Linked DNA regions of Sus scrofa: region 2 is linked to region 1. Evidence: chromatin contacts called from public HiChIP or PLAC-seq data. All regions are on one chromosome and are shown on one strand. Each heading gives the region's core, a stretch centred on a gene start, on an enhancer-like site or on the middle of the called end of the contact. The rest is flanking DNA. Distances are from core to core; before and after follow the strand shown. Region 1 overlaps CAPZB (capping actin protein of muscle Z-line beta subunit). Region 2 overlaps MINOS1 (MICOS complex subunit MIC10).

Region 1 (4,271 bases), core at 509-3,008:
ATCCTGGCCAGCTGTCATGAGCATCTGTCCAGCTCCTGGAGGCTGCTGTGCAGCCGCTCTGCCTCCCCGACCTCGGCAGGGCTAGCCTGGGTCTCCATTCGCTGGCACAGCCCCCAGGGTCCCCCACTTTCCTGTTTCCCGTGAGAAGGGCCATGGCTTGGGCTTGGTGGCACTTCCCCCAGGGGTCCCGTTCCCAGGTTTCCCAGTCTCAGCCCCTTCTTTCCAGGTGTAAATAGTTGGCTGTCTACACCCAACTCGAGTGCAAGGGCGGCCAAGAGCCGCCCTCACCCTCAGTGACTTTCTTTCTGCTTTTGGTAAATTTACTGTGGCCATGACACCAGCTGTGGAGACCCAGTGGGCTCAGACCCAGGCGCTCTAACCCCGTCTCCACTCAGCCTTTGGTTCCCCGCCCCCCCGAAGACGTGTGTTAGGAACGTCCCTGGAAGAGGAGGCAGATGAGGTGTTGTGGCAGATCCCTGCAGCTGCGGGGCTGTGGAAGGTGAGGTGGGGGCTGGTCTTCTTGGACGCTCCATCGTGCCCTCCCTGGGGGTGGTGAGGAGCCGCCACCTGGGCCCCGGCGAGAAGGCCAAGTACCAACATGCTGAACAGGAAGCTGCCGTGAGAGGTCACTTCTGGGGGACAGCTGACAATGTGGGAAAGAGGCAAGATCGCCAGTCTCAGAAAAGAGATCCAAGGTTTCCGATCTGGGGCCGGGCCCTGCAGATGTTCATTTGATATTTTTTTTCAGATTCCAAATATTTGGAAACAAGGTGGAATGTGTTGTGGGGGGAGTCAGACCGGTCATTCGCAAGCCGAGCTCTCTCCCTGCTCAGCACCGGGTGTCCGCGATGCGTCTCCAAGCAGCGCAACTCCCACAGAGGCACCTGCTCGCCTGTCAAGGCAGGGAAATCCTCTGACTTGCGCTGGTAGTGAGGCAGGGCTGTATTTAATGGGGGAAGAGACCTGTGGCCTTCCCTCCGCATGAGGGGAACAGGGGGTCTGGGCCAAACTTGGGGTGGTTCCGGAAGGGCTTTTTGCAGCTGCTCCTTTGTTCCCCGAGGCCACCTGGCTTCAGGGTGTAGAGGCTTCAGTGCCTGGCTTCTAGGGGTGTTTGGTTTACGTCGGGCGACCTGGGGTGAAGTGACCCCGCCTGGTCGAGAGGAAAGCTGGCATGAGGCTGCCTGCCTGTGACTGTCCCCTGCTGGGAAGGTTGGGCAGGAGAGGAACCGGGCAGAGATCCGAGGGAGGATTGAGGGGAGGAGGGCGGGCCAGACGGGGATGAAACTGCTCGGAATTTCTGAGCCCTGGAGTGTGGTTTGCCCTTGATTTTCTGGAAAGAACGTGGATGAAGTTGAGCAAATGAAGTCTCACGGAAGAAAACAGGTTTTGGAACCATCCAGGCCTTGGTTCAGCTCCTAACCCAGTCACTTTCCAGCCATGTGACCTGGACAAACCGCTTCCCTTCTCTGAAATTGAGCATCTTCACCGTAGAGCTAATAATGCCCATTTGGAGGAGATTGTGGTAGAGCAGAAATAAAAACCCATTTTGACGCATGCTTTATGCTCAGTAAATAATAGCCGTTGCTGCTGCTAGCACGTATTGTGCAGGCAGAGGCTTTTCCATCTCGTAGAATATGTACAATGTCCGGCTTCATTAGAATTTCCCTAAACTGGGCAACCCAAGCCTTCTTTGAGAGGCTCTCTGACCACTGTCTTCCGGCTTGACAGCGTGTTGTGTCCTGGCCTCCAGCCCAGCTCTTGCCGGGACACAGCTCGTGACTGGGAGGGTGTTGCTGGCTTCTGCCCGGGAGCGGGGCTGGGAGAGTCCTGGCAGTGGAGCTGCCGCTGAGCGGGGCGCCGTCCTGGGCGTGGCACGCATCTTGCTAGTTCAGTGCGGGGCAGAGGCAAGGAAGTGGAGGCCCAGGCAGGCCAAGGCCCTTGCCCCTCGGGCTCCAGAGCTGGAGCTGTGAGCGGGGGCTGGCTTCCCGCAGGCTGCGCCCCCCCTCCGGGCTGTGCTCACTGGAAAATGCCACACAGCCCTGGGAGATACCGTGCTTCCCGTTTGAGGAAAATTTCCTGCTTTCTAAACATTCACCCATGTTCTCTGAAACTCCAGGCCACAGAGGGGAGCAGAGGTGCTCGATGGGGACGAGCCGACTGGCTCTGTTGGAATCACCTTGTGGTAAATCTGTGCGACCACAGCACATAAAAATGTGTTCCTGTGGCAGCCACTTCTGTTTGGGTGGAATCATATCTGCGTTGCAGAAATAGTTCTGTTTATGGCGCGTCAGCATTACCAGCGAGCTGACCCTGACCAGGTGTGCGGGGAGTTGGCCAGGGTGCGGGCAAGGGGGCTGTGGAGATGTGTCTGCGGGCCAGGCTTCTGCCCCCGACGCAGCCCATCTCCTTCGTCCCCCCCTAGAGGAGGCCGAGCCTTCTCACCCACCCCCGGCCCCGCTGCCCGGAGCTCTTTTGCTCGGCTCACCCAGCAGTTCCAGCCTCTCCCTTTGTTGGACAAGGGCTCTGGATTCTGAAGCAGAGATGATACCCCAGGGGTTGGGTATCTGTCGTGAGTTTACTTATTACCCCTGATGGCCCTGAGCCCTTTGTCACCCATCCTGGACTCACTTGGGGTGGTTGGTGCTCATTTAAAATGGGGCCCTCATTGAGCTCAAAGCCTCGCTGTTTCCCGAGAGTCACCAGGAATCTGCTGCCTGCGTGGAGCTGGGGCGCCGGGAGGCGGGGGGAGGTGGGGGGAGACTGATGTGTGGAAAGACCTGGGTCCTTCGGACCAGACCCCCCGGCCCCTCCACACCCAGAAGAGCAGCTCTGAGCTGCGTGGAAACCGCTTCCACACGAGAAGGGAGAACACTCAGTGCCAGCACGTTGGTGCCAGAAGTGCCTTCAAGGACAGGTGGGCCAAACATCCTTCCCCTCGGGCACTCTCCCAGCCCTTTAACAGGCACCTGCTCCACTCATTGAAGCAGCAGGATTAGCTCAGGGCGCACAGCTCTGCCCAGGATGGGTGCTTATCACCCCAAAATGGTGGGGAGTGGCTTTTACTTTAAAGTTTGTGGGCACTCTCCCCTCTCCTATTCTGTGGGGACCCCTGGAATTTGAGGTTTGAGGAACCCCTACCCCACCCCCGGATTATGCCCAGAGAACCCAGTGCTGCGGGCAGAGCCGCTGATGGTTCTGGCGTCTCTCCCGCTCTCCCCTTGTACCCATCAGGCCAGACCTAACAAAACAGTCTTGCTGGAACCAGGCACCTTCGTTCTCAGACCGAGTCTCTTGACTTTGGAAAGGCCTTGCGAGGCCATAGGTTCCAGACTGTCACTCTACTCTGGACCCCTCTTGTAGCATCTTGACAACCCCACTTCTCAGACACCTCCAGGGGCTCATCACCCTATGAGCAGGCGCCTATTGCAGACAGCTCTGCCCGCCCCCCGCAGGGACATGGATTGTTTCTGGGTCTGATAAGTGACCCTGCCAATCATCTCGACCCTTGGGATGCTGTCAACAGGATCCCATGAACCCTTTCAGCTGGGTCTTCCTTTTAAGTCCTGGGCCAGCAGGTGGACCCAGGGCCAGGCAGAGAATCCCTGTAGGAGGCCCCCCTGGGAACTGACCATTGTCCAGCCCTGCTCCTCTGCCACGGCCACAGGACCTTGGGTGGGAAGCTGCCACAGTGGTGTGATCTCATTAGAGGGACCCTCTGTTCCTCAGCCCAGCATCCCCTTCCCAAGAGGAAATTGATTGTCATCGTGGAACGAGTTCGTGGGGAGCCTGTGCTAGCCCTTAGAGATAACGGATTTCAAAATGTGCTAACAGATGACTTTTAACTGTCCCATCCAAAAACTGTCACCTGGATCAGTGTCAAACTGGTGTTTAACTTCCAACTCTAATCTTCCTTCCGTTAGGAAGGCAGGGCCAGCCTCTGCCCTGCTCCAGTGTCCTGGCATCTCTAAGTGTGCTGTGATTTTGCAAGAATGTCTGTCACAGAATCGGGTTTGTCTGACCCTGGACGTTTAATCATTTAAAGTGACTCGGTTCTCTCCTGCCGTCTGCTGGCGGCTTTTCTCCCTCTTAATTGGGTCTCTTCTACCCTTCCTGGCCTGAAAATCATTCTCCCTGATGGATGAGAGAAGTTAAAAATGGGCGAGGAGCAGCAGGCCTTTAGCCTCTGATCACACCCCATGCACCCCAAGCATCTGTTCTGCTCTTCAGGTTCTGGAGCGAGTTCTCCTCTCACCTTGGCTCTGCCGTCTTCA
Region 2 (3,972 bases), core at 795-3,294, 240 kb before region 1:
CACTTCAATGCATGCTTAGTGCCCAAAAGGACATCATAAAACTGGCTAGTAGATAAACACACATTTTTAGAAAGGAGCAATTCCTTAATAGTTCATCTGATGTTATTTTAGTAGCAAAACACCAGAGAACTCGCTCCACTAGCTACATAAAAAATATTGCTTAGTCAATGCCACTTTTAGAAAAATCTTTGCTCTCACCACGCCACATATTATAAAGCTTCACTTCACTGAAATACTTAGAAAGCAAACATAATCAGCAAGAATTAAGAAGCAGGCTGCATAATCTGACTGCAGTCCTGGAGTAGAAATAGAAATGTACTTTGGATATTAATCCCTAAGCAGAACAAGTTGGAGCAATACAGGTTCCTATAGAATTAACTTCAATGAAGCTCCAATTGCTGATGGATTTTCAGTGGAAGAGGAGTAATTCAATGTTGAGAAAGGCATTAAAAAAAAAATATGGAGTTCTCTCGCGGCGCAGCAAGGTAAAGATCCAGGGTTGTCACTGCCAGTGGCTTAGGTTGCTGCTGTGGTGCATGTTCAATCCCTAGCCAGGGAAATTTCACAAGCCATGCACGTGTACAAACACACACACAAATCCTCAGCAAGTTACTTAGAAAACACTTCTATGAAAGATCAATCATGGGGAAAGAAGACCACAGACCCATTTTATTTATCAATAATTGATTATATAATTAAGAGCTCACTCCAGCTTGTAGTTAACATTTTAAACAAAGCTCCTAAATTCCTAAGGTCAATGTTTAATCAATGCTAAATTGTGATCTGCATCTAAAAATTAAAATTGCAAAGCAACTACATTTTAACTAGTGTAATAATACTGCAAGACATAGGAGCAAAAACTTAAGTACCATATTCAACTAGAAGTTTATGAATACGAGACTATAGAAATTACAAGCAAGTTTTAAAGATCCTAGAAACTACGTGCCAAACAACTTTATTCTTTATGCCTGAAAGAAAAGATACGGCTTCCAAAAAATGAGATATTTGGTCTCCCACTGAGTAGCCATGAGACAGGCCCCGTTTAGACTGTGGCTCCCTCTGCGCCAGCCAGCTCTCAGACCTCAGGTCAGTTCTTTAACCTCACTCAGTCTCCACGTGCTCATCTGTAGTGTGAAAACAATCTTCTAGGGCTGCTGTATTAGGAAAATGTAAGCTATCTAGCAGTGTATGAAAAAGACTTTAATAAATGCTATTAAGTTCTGCTACCTCTCTAATAAAACTCAAAAGATGTCAGAAGTTTATGTAACAGTCAATCCTCTATGAAAATGCAACTCCCTGGCTTGCTTAGGATCCCACTGTGAGTGAACCACAGCTGAAAATCTCAATCTTTTCCCCTACTCTTTGCATAGTTGAACTTATTTCACTGGCATTAGCAACTGTTCATAGTGTGTGTGTGTGTGTGTGTGTGTGTGTTTAAATATATATTTTGCCCTGCCTGCAGCATGCACAAGCTCCCAGGCCAGTGATCAAACCCATGCCACAGCTGTAACTACAGCCACGGCTGTGACAACACCAGATTTTTAACCTGCTGAGCCATGGGGTAACATATATATATATATATATATACATACACACACACACATATATTTTTTTTTCAAATAGGGGATTCCTTCAGAAGCACAGCTAAACGAGAACATTTTGCCTTAGAATACAATAAAAAATTTTCCTAGAGCTGTCTTGTGTTTAATAAAGCTACATGTATGCTCTAAACATGGACTAAGAGCAAACTGACCTATTTATAATGCGCACGCTTTCCTGTTCAATCATGTTTCTATCAACATTATTACAATCATCAAATGCATGTGTTATGACAGGACAAACAAGAATATGCTTTTATAGAAAAGTATCCCTGGGATGGAGTTTAGTGAGAATTACGTTTCCAAGAAACATTCCTGATTTATGAAAGATGTTCAGGGCCCAATTCATGAGGGGAAAAAAAGTTTTAAGTCAGCTCCAAACTGTGTTACTTAATCCTTTGAGGCAAAGACAGACTGTCCCAGGTGTCCCTGTGTAAATGCCAAGTCATGTGAATTAACCAAGAAAGTGTGCCAGACCAAATGCCCAGAGATGGTAATTTGGTCTGTGTTAATCAGCTTCTCAAGCATCAACACTGCTGCAGGGTATGTAGGAAACACACTAGGGTGGCTATTTTACAAGACCTTAACCTTCCTGTGCCTACTGGACTAGAAAGAGGTTGAAACACCTGTATGAATTTCTTGGGTGGACATCAATCACCAGGATTCTGATCGGAACAAGTAAAGCAGTCAGCACAGAACAGAGTGAAGACAGGAGAGATCAATGTGGAAGTCATTACTGGTGTGCTCTGTTTTAAGAAAAGCCAAACTCACAAAAAGCGTCCTTTTAAAGTACATACAGCACATGATCCAGCTTTCAGAATTTTGACAGCCACACAACTTTCCAAGAATGCACAAAAGGAACATGGCTGAACACATTTTACTAAAATACAATTAGCTGCTTCACATGTGGGCACAGCACGTAGGAAAACAAGAAGCTCTGAACACTAATGATTAAAGGGACATTGAAAAATGCAGACTTACTGTTTCAATAAACACAATAAAAGGGACAATGCATTACTTTTATCAGAGGGTGCTTTGGAGGTACGAACATTTACAGAGTGGCAGGCACTGTACGTTTCTACACATTATTTCATGTGACCCGTGGAACCACCTTATGAGGTGTATTGTGACCCTGTCTCAGAGAAGAGGAAACAATGCAAAGACGCTAAATGACCCATCCAAGTACACACAACTAAAACGTGGAACTCAGCCCAATCTGTCTGACTCCAAAGTCAGGGAGTCTTTCTTATCTGCAGAGATAAACCTCAGGGAGCGGTCAGGTGGGCAGCAGGGAGATGAGTCTATTGTGACATATGTCGACAAAGTGTTTTTCTGGATTTTATGGATTGTAGTACACTGACTGCACAGGTAATTTATGACTAGGTTACTCTTCAGTCTCTTAAGAAAACAACAGAAACCACAGATGTTTGACTTATCAAGAGGGTAGCAAAACCCTGAAATTACTTAGAATAAATGAGAAATAGTCGGGAAATACTTCTGTGTACTGGCTGGAGAGAAAATGAATCCACTGTTCAAAAGGTATTTTCCAGCAAGTCCCTTCCTTCCCAATACTTTAACACCTCTAGATCCTCCTCCTCGTCAGTAACTGGATTCTCATCCTTGCGAAAGTAAGAGTAAGAATCAGGGATTCATTACACTCTAGGTATACGTCATTACAGCTATTACGTTGTTGCCTATGCCTGATTTAAATGAAAAAAAAAATCAAGAAACAAGAACCAACAGTTTCTTTTCCTTACACATTCACTTGATCTATATTTATCAGTATTTATTCAGTAGAAGGCACTGGGGATACATATTTTTTACTCTTGGAGTACATCACTAGCGTATATAGGGTTTATTCTTCAAAAAGTGGGAAGTGTTACACCGTGGTTATATGTCCATTACATGGACTTGGGGGAAAGACAGGTTAAACAGGATTGAGGATACTGCTTAGGTCACTCACTAGTTGTGTTTCAGTGCTTGGACAAATTATATACAATTGGTTTCTTCACACAGAAACTAGGAATACTAATAGTGACTGTCCCTGGCTGGGGAATGGCAAGGGTGAAACGGCGTAAAAGTCTAAGTGTAAGAAGCTTGGAAGAACGGTGCACTGCACGCAGTAATTGTAATTGTCTTCTCTCCCCCCCTCCCCAAAGAAAACCTTTTCAAGAATAAATATTTACTGAGCACTGAAGGGCAAGAGCACTGGGCTCAACAAGGGTCAGAAATAAGTAAGACCCAGTCTCTTCACCGGAAGCTTGGGATCAAGAAGGAATAATAACTCAGGAATCCAGAAAACTGAACAAAAGCAGATCCTTGATGCCAGGAGAGGGACAATGTTCTGCTGGTTAAGAGGAACACATTTAGCCGA

What was found. HiChIP or PLAC-seq counts read pairs in DNA pulled down with a chosen protein or histone mark.
Region 2: an H3K27ac HiChIP or PLAC-seq map of skeletal muscle shows a contact between it and region 1. The contact joins two enhancer-like sites. A contact is called at or near these places in 1 of 47 Hi-C or Micro-C datasets (skeletal muscle) and 2 of 2 datasets of contacts at active chromatin or transcription factors (alveolar macrophages and skeletal muscle).

What each region holds. Positions count from the first base shown.
Region 1 is chr6:77,787,323-77,791,593 of Sscrofa11.1, reverse strand. All of the region lies in intron 6 of CAPZB (capping actin protein of muscle Z-line beta subunit), which reads left to right. Among named protein-coding and RNA genes, the nearest start is that of PQLC2, 28 kb to the right of the region's middle. Within about 2 kb of position 1,758, at least 25 of the 83 cell types and tissues checked have an H3K27ac peak or open chromatin away from gene starts, as enhancers often do. A contact at or near this core is called in skeletal muscle, where this site is marked.
Region 2 is chr6:78,032,828-78,036,799 of Sscrofa11.1, reverse strand. All of the region lies in intron 1 of MINOS1 (MICOS complex subunit MIC10), which reads right to left. Among named protein-coding and RNA genes, the nearest start is that of NBL1, 11 kb to the left of the region's middle. Within about 2 kb of position 2,044, at least 6 of the 83 cell types and tissues checked have an H3K27ac peak or open chromatin away from gene starts, as enhancers often do. A contact at or near this core is called in skeletal muscle, where this site is marked.